2 separate regions of the Rattus norvegicus genome follow, and region 2 is linked to region 1. A link is a contact called in public Hi-C data. All regions are on one chromosome and are shown on one strand. The core of a region is the stretch at or near the end of the contact, and the rest is flanking DNA. Distances in the headings are between cores, read along the strand shown. Region 1 holds the start of Ankrd17 (ankyrin repeat domain 17). Region 2 has its middle 16 kb from the start of Cox18.

Region 1 (3,572 bases), core at 639-3,138:
ACCTGAGTAAGTGAAAAAAATAACCGAACTTTGTGAAGGACTGAAATCAGAAAAACAAAAACCAGGCCAAAGAGAGTCACTGGAACCAGAACATAGTTGGAGAGTTGACTTTGCATAAGGGCAATGAGTTTTGTCATTCTCTCCATACTGAGGAGAGATCAGCCCATTTCTAGCATTTGGAAAATCAAAGGAATTTGTATCAGTGGTCTCAGTCTTCTTGTGAAATTCAAAGTCAGTCATAATGAAATGGGGCTGGCATTCAAAGATTGCAAAAGGTATTCAGGTGGAAAGTGACACAAAGGTGCTGAGGAATATAGAAAATGGCCAAGATCCCACTGGAACCAAGATACATAATACAGTGTTCTGTACAATGTTGTATAGCGGAACTCAGCAAAAAGGCAGGCACTTTGTATATTTGCTATTGCACACAGTACACAGAGAAGCCCCTGGGAACACAGACTCTGATTTCATAGATCACACACACAGTAGGCACATAATGAATTTTTGCTTGAATGAATTGATTTAGTCATCACCAATTCTTCTGTGGTACTCTGTAGCGTACTGGCAACTGCCCACATTTCATATGGTATGCCAGTACTAAAAAGAAAATGCAAAAAATAAAAAAAAATCAGGCACTCAGCTAAACTTAGAAGTCTTAAAATGGCAACTCTGTCAGTTGAGGCACTTTTTTATCTTGTGCCAGTACATCTGTCTTTGATGTTTGCTTTATTTTCCTTATGCCACTACTCGTACTAGACCAGAAGTGGCTAATTCTGAGTTCAATAAGCTACATAAACATGACGTGGTGGTGTGCAGACCTAATATCATCTCAGGAAAATCGCCAGTTCAAGGCTAGCCTGAGCTACACTGTTTCAAGAAGAAAGCTACATTTCAATCTGTCTGCAAGTTCTCCAGGTACTTAAAATGATCTCAGAACCCAGACCCAGAAATGCATACAATGCTGGCACCGCTCCCCCATCCACCTCTTCGGAACCGTATGGTCTTAAACTTCACTACTCAATTCCTGCATATTACAAAGGTGTAAAAGTCAGGTTTAGGCAGTCCGAGACAACTCTGGCAAGAGTTTTATCAAGTGAGGACAGAATCGCTCCAAGGTACGGTTGAGGGGAAACAGTTTTCTTTTGGACCTGGCAGGAGTCTCTCTCTCTCCTTTCACGAAGTTTCTCTCCGGAGATCCAAAGCCCTCTGGCTTAGGCGGTGGAGAAAATGGCCAGGCAGGAAAGTCCGTCCAGGAGGTCCGGGGCGAGGCCCCACCTCCCGGATCTGGAGGCCAGGCCTCCTGCTCGCACAGCTGCCCCACGCTTCCGCGCTCGCCTCCCACTCAGCCCCGGCCCGCTGCTCTCCATCCCACTGCCCCCGCTTCCCTGCACCCCCGCACGCTCGTGGGGGACCCTACTCCGCGGCCCTGGAGTCTGCACTTTGGAGAAGCAGGCAGAGATCCTCGCGCGGCCGCCGGGGCGCCGGCTGATGGCGTCACTCGCGCTTCCGCCTGCGGCTGCGTTCTAATCAGAAGCCAGGAAGGAAGGAGGGAGGGCTGCAGGGCTGTGTGTGGGGGAAGTAACGCGGAGAAGACAAGCCATCCAGGCACTCGCTCGTTCGCTTGCTCGCCCGCCCGCCCTCCCGCGGCCCCTGCTTGCGGTCCCCGCTCAGACTCGGTTTCCCCAGGGAAGCCATTCTAGGCGCACTTCCCCAGCGGCTCCTTCCGGACGCCTGCTCCGCTTTCCCGGGCACGGCGTTCGCGCTCCGCCTCGCCCCCCCTCGCCCTCCCGCTCCCTCACTCCCTCCCTCTCTCCCTCCCATCGCCAAGCTCCCCGCCCTTAGTATCGCGAGACGAGGTGAGAGCTGGCGGAGCGGCGGCGGCGGCGGCAGTAGAGGTGACCGAGGCGGTGGCGGCGGCGGCGGCGGCCCGGAGCGCTGTGTCGGCCCCGGCGCGGCCGAAGTCGCGGTAGAGCGGAGCCCCCACGCCCCTCCCCCGTCCGCGTCCCCCCCTCTTCCCGCGGGGATGGAGAAGGCGACGGTTCCGGCGGCGGCTGAGGGAGAAGGGAGCCCCCCGGCGGCGGCGGCAGTGGCGGCCCCCCCCGCGGCGGCGGAGGTCGGCGGCGGGGCTCGCTCGGCCTCGTCTCCTCGTGGGATGGTGCGAGTCTGCGACCTGCTCCTGAAGAAGAAGCCACCGCAGCAGCCGCACCACAAGGCCAAGCGGAACCGGACTTGCCGACCCCCCAGCAGCAGCGAAAGCAGCAGCGACAGCGACAACAGCGGCGGCGGCGGAGGAGGAGGCGGCGGCGGCACCAGCAGCAACAACAGCGAGGAAGAGGAGGACGACGACGACGAGGAAGAGGAGGTTTCTGAGGCAAGGGCCTGGTTTCACCTCGAGGAGGGCGGAAGGGACCGTGAAGGGCCTAAGGTGGGAGGGGACTTGCGGTGGGACGGAGCCCTCGGGGGCTTAAGATCTGCCTTGGGGACCAGGCTTTCGCCTGCCCCCTTTCTTTGCTCGGCCTGGAGTCGTGAGGTGTGGGAATGTGGGGGAGGGTAGCTGACACGTGGGGGTGGGAGGACCAGAGAGTGCACGGAGTTGCTGAGGAGCTTGTTAGCCTAGGATGCTTCTTCACAGGGTTCAGGGCGGAGGGATTGGTTAGATTCCCGGGTGGCACTTTGGGGCAGGAGGGTGGTCTCTCCGGGGCCAGTACAGCCACCTCATTCCCGGGGCGGGGGCGGAGCTAAAGCGGGAGGGGTAAGATAATAGGTAGGAGAGTCTCTGGGGGACCCACTGCGAGGTTGGTAGTTTTCTGTCAGTGTAAGGTGGCGGCGGAGAGCGATTCTGGAGGGCTGGTAAGATTGTAATGGACTCGGAGCTAAGTATTTGTATCTGGGAGAGACACGTGAGAAGCTGTACTTTTCCATACTGTTTTCGCTGCAGGGCTTTTCTCTCTCTCTCTCTCTCTCTCTCTCTCTCTCTCTCTCTCTTTCTTCCCTTCTTTCTTTCTTTCTTTCAGCTTGTGGCTGAAGTGATCATCACTTACTCGATTTATGAAAGATTTTGGATGAGCCGATCTTACATCCATACGTATGCGTTTACAAATGGCTTAGTACATAAAAATTCTTGTTTGGTGCTCTACGCGTGTATGTAGTGCTTCATCAGGTTCTCCCTTAATAATCAAGCCAGGTCCCTCTTTTATTTAATTAATTAGTTAACCTTACTTATTTATTGTCAAGTAAGTAGGGAAGAAGCGTCTGCTTTGCACCCAGGTTTGATTGTGATTGGGACAGGGAGGCCTATGTCCTAGTGATCTGGTTTCATAACTCTTTATAGTTTTTCCTGGGTCTACAGACAGGCGGCGTTGTAGGACCTTATTCCTTTTAACCCAAAAGATTAATGAACCATACTGATAGCCAACTACGACCTACCAGTTGTTAGCTCTTTTAGAAGGAACCCTCCTGTCAATACTAGGAAATGGAAGCTTTAAACACCCTAAGATGGAGGAAATAATAATTTGGGGCAGCAGAGGAAAGAAGTTGTAAAAGTTGATTAAAACTTTGTTCTGGGAGAGAAG
Region 2 (3,587 bases), core at 658-3,157, 160 kb after region 1:
CACAAACCATATGAATACTGATCTAAGACAGGGATAGTTTATTGAGCATATGATGCAGAATGAGTCGACCAGGGCCATAATCTAGGTTCCGGAATCGAACCATGATATTGGATTAATATTCTACAGAGATTTTAAGCGTCTACAAGCGTCTGTGCCAAGTTATTCCACCAATCAGGATTTAGGGATAGAGGGTTTCCTTAGGAATGTGTCTTGGTCGTACGCTTAGCCTGCTTCCATTGGTTGGGGTGTTCAACTGTGGCAGGGACTTGCCTGTCTAATATTCATGTTCTGATGTGTCTACCAGGATGGGACTTGTCTAACATTGCTGTCTTAATTTGCCAACAGGGATGTCAGTCACCCATGTACATGTTTCTTCCTGCTAAGTAGGATGTCTGTTCCTAGGGAGGTCTTGGGAACTTAACTGGACCTCTACTCAAAATGGAAGTCTTATTCCAAATCCTTTTTTATCCCGGGACCGGTGTCTGTCTTAGGTTGGGGTCCATCCCAGGGGCAGCTTATACACAGGTGCAGGAAGAGCTGGTGGGTGGTTGGTTCGGGTCCTAGCTTATTGTGGGTAAATACAAAATAGTTCTAATGACTTCTATCGTGATTGGTTTCCAAGGGCACGGAACATAACAGACTATGTAATCAATCTTGGCATTAGAAAGTTTCCTAGTTACAGCAGGAACATACGAGAAAGTTTCCTTAGAACGGCAGGTTAGCCAGATAACAGTTACCTAGGCTTTAACCAAGATCTTAGGCTGTGTGTGTGATTCAAGTGCCCTCCCAACACTATCGTCAACCAACGTCAGCCAACCAACTAAATTAACTGGAGACAGGGTCTTACTGTATAGCCATGACTCGACTCAGAACTCATAGAGATCCTCCTGCCTCTGTCTCTCAGTGCTTGGATTAAAGGTGAGCATCACCAAGCCCAGCTTAATTTACTTTTAGCAACTGTAGATTTTAAAGACTATACATGATAATTTAAATAGTGAATTAAAGAGTAACCTAAAAATGCTATCACTGAGAACAGGCCCTCGTGTAAACAGCGCAAGCAGAACAGGTTGAGCCTTGAACCTTTTGTTCTTTCAGCCTTGATGACTCTCACTGGTGAGAGAGACTTGCAGCACGCACGTCAATGGCTAAAGATAATTCTTGTAATTCTTGGTACTTCAACCACCATGCAGGTTGTTTTCGACAAATAGCCCAACACTGCCCTCTAGTGGTCGACAGAATCTCGCCATGACGCATTTTCCAGTTTTCAATAAACAAAGGACATTTTTTTTTCTTGTTATTGTTTTATTTTTCCTTTATACACACAGATGTTTCTTATGGGTATTATTATATTGTGCGCTTTCGAATTACGATTTTTATGCTTGTAGGAATTTTTAATTAATAACCAGCTGCTTCTTTAATTATATAGCTGTGAGCTCTAAGAATTTAAATAAGTAACATTAGACCCCTTGTTAGAGAGTGATAAATAAGGGACCAGAGACTGGGAATGCAGTGTGTCTAGCCAGTCTCTCCTATGCCAAACTGAGCTGCCTTCTAAATTCTGCTGCTTGCAGCCCAGAAGGCTAAGGCTTTTTATCAGTCATAGTCCTGAGTTGTGGACTCAGTTGTGCCCAGGAAGCTTCCAGCAACTTCTTATAATCAACTCACTCTTGACTTTCCATGCCTCATTATCTTGAGTAAACACAGGGCTTTGAACTTTAGGACTATATTACTTCAGTTGGTGCTACAAGAGCAAGATGTGTATATGATTAAAACATCATCCAGATCTTTTATTACAGGAGCTTGGCACACAAAAGAAGAACTTTCTGGAAAGGCACTCTTTGTCCCTACCTGGCAGCGACTGTAGCCAGCGGGATCTGATGTAACCTGTGGCGGGTGCTTTGTGTGTCGTGTTCAAAGGGCATGGTCTTACTTTCATCAAGGCTTGCTGGAATTACTGGAGTCGCAACATTGGCATCATTGTCAATAGCCCAACAGTCAAACTGTGTCCTGTTTACACTTTTCTTACTGTGTCCGTGAAGCCAGGACATGTAAACGCATGAGGTAGTGGGACAGGTAAGTGCAGTGGGTGGATAGACCATTTTCACATCTCTTTGTTTATCTTACTATGTCACCTTGAAAGCTTTAGCAGGGCGGGAAGGACAGCTCAGTGGTCAAGAGCACATGCTGTTCTTACAGAGGACTCAGACTTGGTTGCCAGGACCCATATGGTGGCTGGTGCCCATCCGTTTATATGAAAGCATATGCATAAATGTAGAATACACATACAATAAAATAGATAGATAGATAGAGAGAGAGAGAGAGAGAGAGAGAGAGAGAGAGAACATCCAGCAATAAGCGATTTCACTTGATTAACCAGTTTTGTAGCCTGCACAGAGGAAACAATTGGATTTTGAACTAACCCTCATGAGTTCACTGAAACGAGACCCAGGCTACAGTTCGTGCCCCCAGGGGCTACCAATGACCTATGTGTGAATTTGCTAGCTTTGTGGGATGCAGAGGTAAGAGGTAGAGAACAGTCCAGTTTTTGTGCTTCCTATGGAGAGAGACAATGTGAAGACCAGATGTGAGCATGGGGACTTGCTTCGTTTTTCTTCATCTCTTTTTTTCCCCCCATGGGTTTAGGGTCCATAAAGTTGATATCAGTAGGAAAGTGAAACTATCCAGGGAATATTGGGATTTCAGCAACTCACAGCTGGGCTAGAGAGGTCGCTCAGTGGTCAAGAGCATTACTCTTCTTCCGGAGCACCAGAGTTTTCTCTCCATTCCAGTCTGGCAGCTCACAATTGTTTGTATCTCCAGCCTCAAGGGCACACTTTCTTGGTATCTGGGGGTACCCACACACATATGTCTCACACACATACACACACACACACACACACACACAGAGAGAGAGAGAGAGAGAGAGAGAGAGAGAGAGAGAGAGAGAGAGAGAGAACAACAACAAACCCCCTTGTTACTAAGCCAAGAGTGCTGGTGCACCTGAATCTCAGGGCTGGAGAGTTGGAAGCCAAAAGCTCACTCGCAGATAAGGGTAGCTCTTACTCCTCATCAAAGAAGCTCCCTTTGGCAGCAGGAGACCATTACAGCAAGTTGTGAAGATTCAAGAACAGCTGACTGTGGTGTGCCCATACCCTGTTACTACATCTAAAACGCAAGCTCAGGAAATACTGCAGAAGAGTTGAGTGAAAGATTGTAAGAACCAGTGGTTCCCACTGGAAGGCCTGACATTTGCAGGGATAGAAGGAGGATAAGGAGTTCAATCTCATTCTTAGCTACGCAAGGAATTGGAGGTGACTTTGGGCTGCATGGGAATCTATCTGTAAAAAAACCAGGAAAGGCCTTCTGGTCTCCACCTGCACCCAGAGCTAAGGCTGTTCCACAGCCCTCCAGACCCAAAACCTGCCGAGAGAGAGCGGGTCTCCCAGGAGTGCTGTCACTCCTAAGATCACAGGCTCACAGGTCCAAAGAAGGGATAAGCTCCAGTCAGAGACAACCAGATGGTAAGAGGCAAGCACAATAACCTAAGCAACGGAAAACAAGACTACCTGGCACCATCAGAACCCAAT

Evidence for each region. A called contact is a pair of places that touch in the nucleus more often than the background predicts.
Region 2: a Hi-C map of hepatocytes shows a contact between it and region 1, with 2.7 times the contacts expected there. The contact joins the enhancer-like site here to the promoter of Ankrd17 in region 1. A contact is called at or near these places in 4 of 12 Hi-C or Micro-C datasets (the A7r5 cell line, hepatocytes, liver and 1 more).

What each region holds. Positions count from the first base shown.
Region 1 is chr14:18,006,971-18,010,542 of GRCr8, forward strand. Ankrd17 (ankyrin repeat domain 17) reads left to right here and starts at 1,889. Exons shown (of 34, transcript NM_001401338.1): 1 at 1,889-2,371. The coding sequence starts at 2,024.
Region 2 is chr14:18,163,759-18,167,345 of GRCr8, forward strand. No RefSeq gene overlaps it. Among named protein-coding and RNA genes, the nearest start is that of Cox18, 16 kb to the left of the region's middle. Within about 2 kb of position 1,908, at least 4 of the 93 cell types and tissues checked have an H3K27ac peak or open chromatin away from gene starts, as enhancers often do. A contact at or near this core is called in hepatocytes and liver, where this site is marked.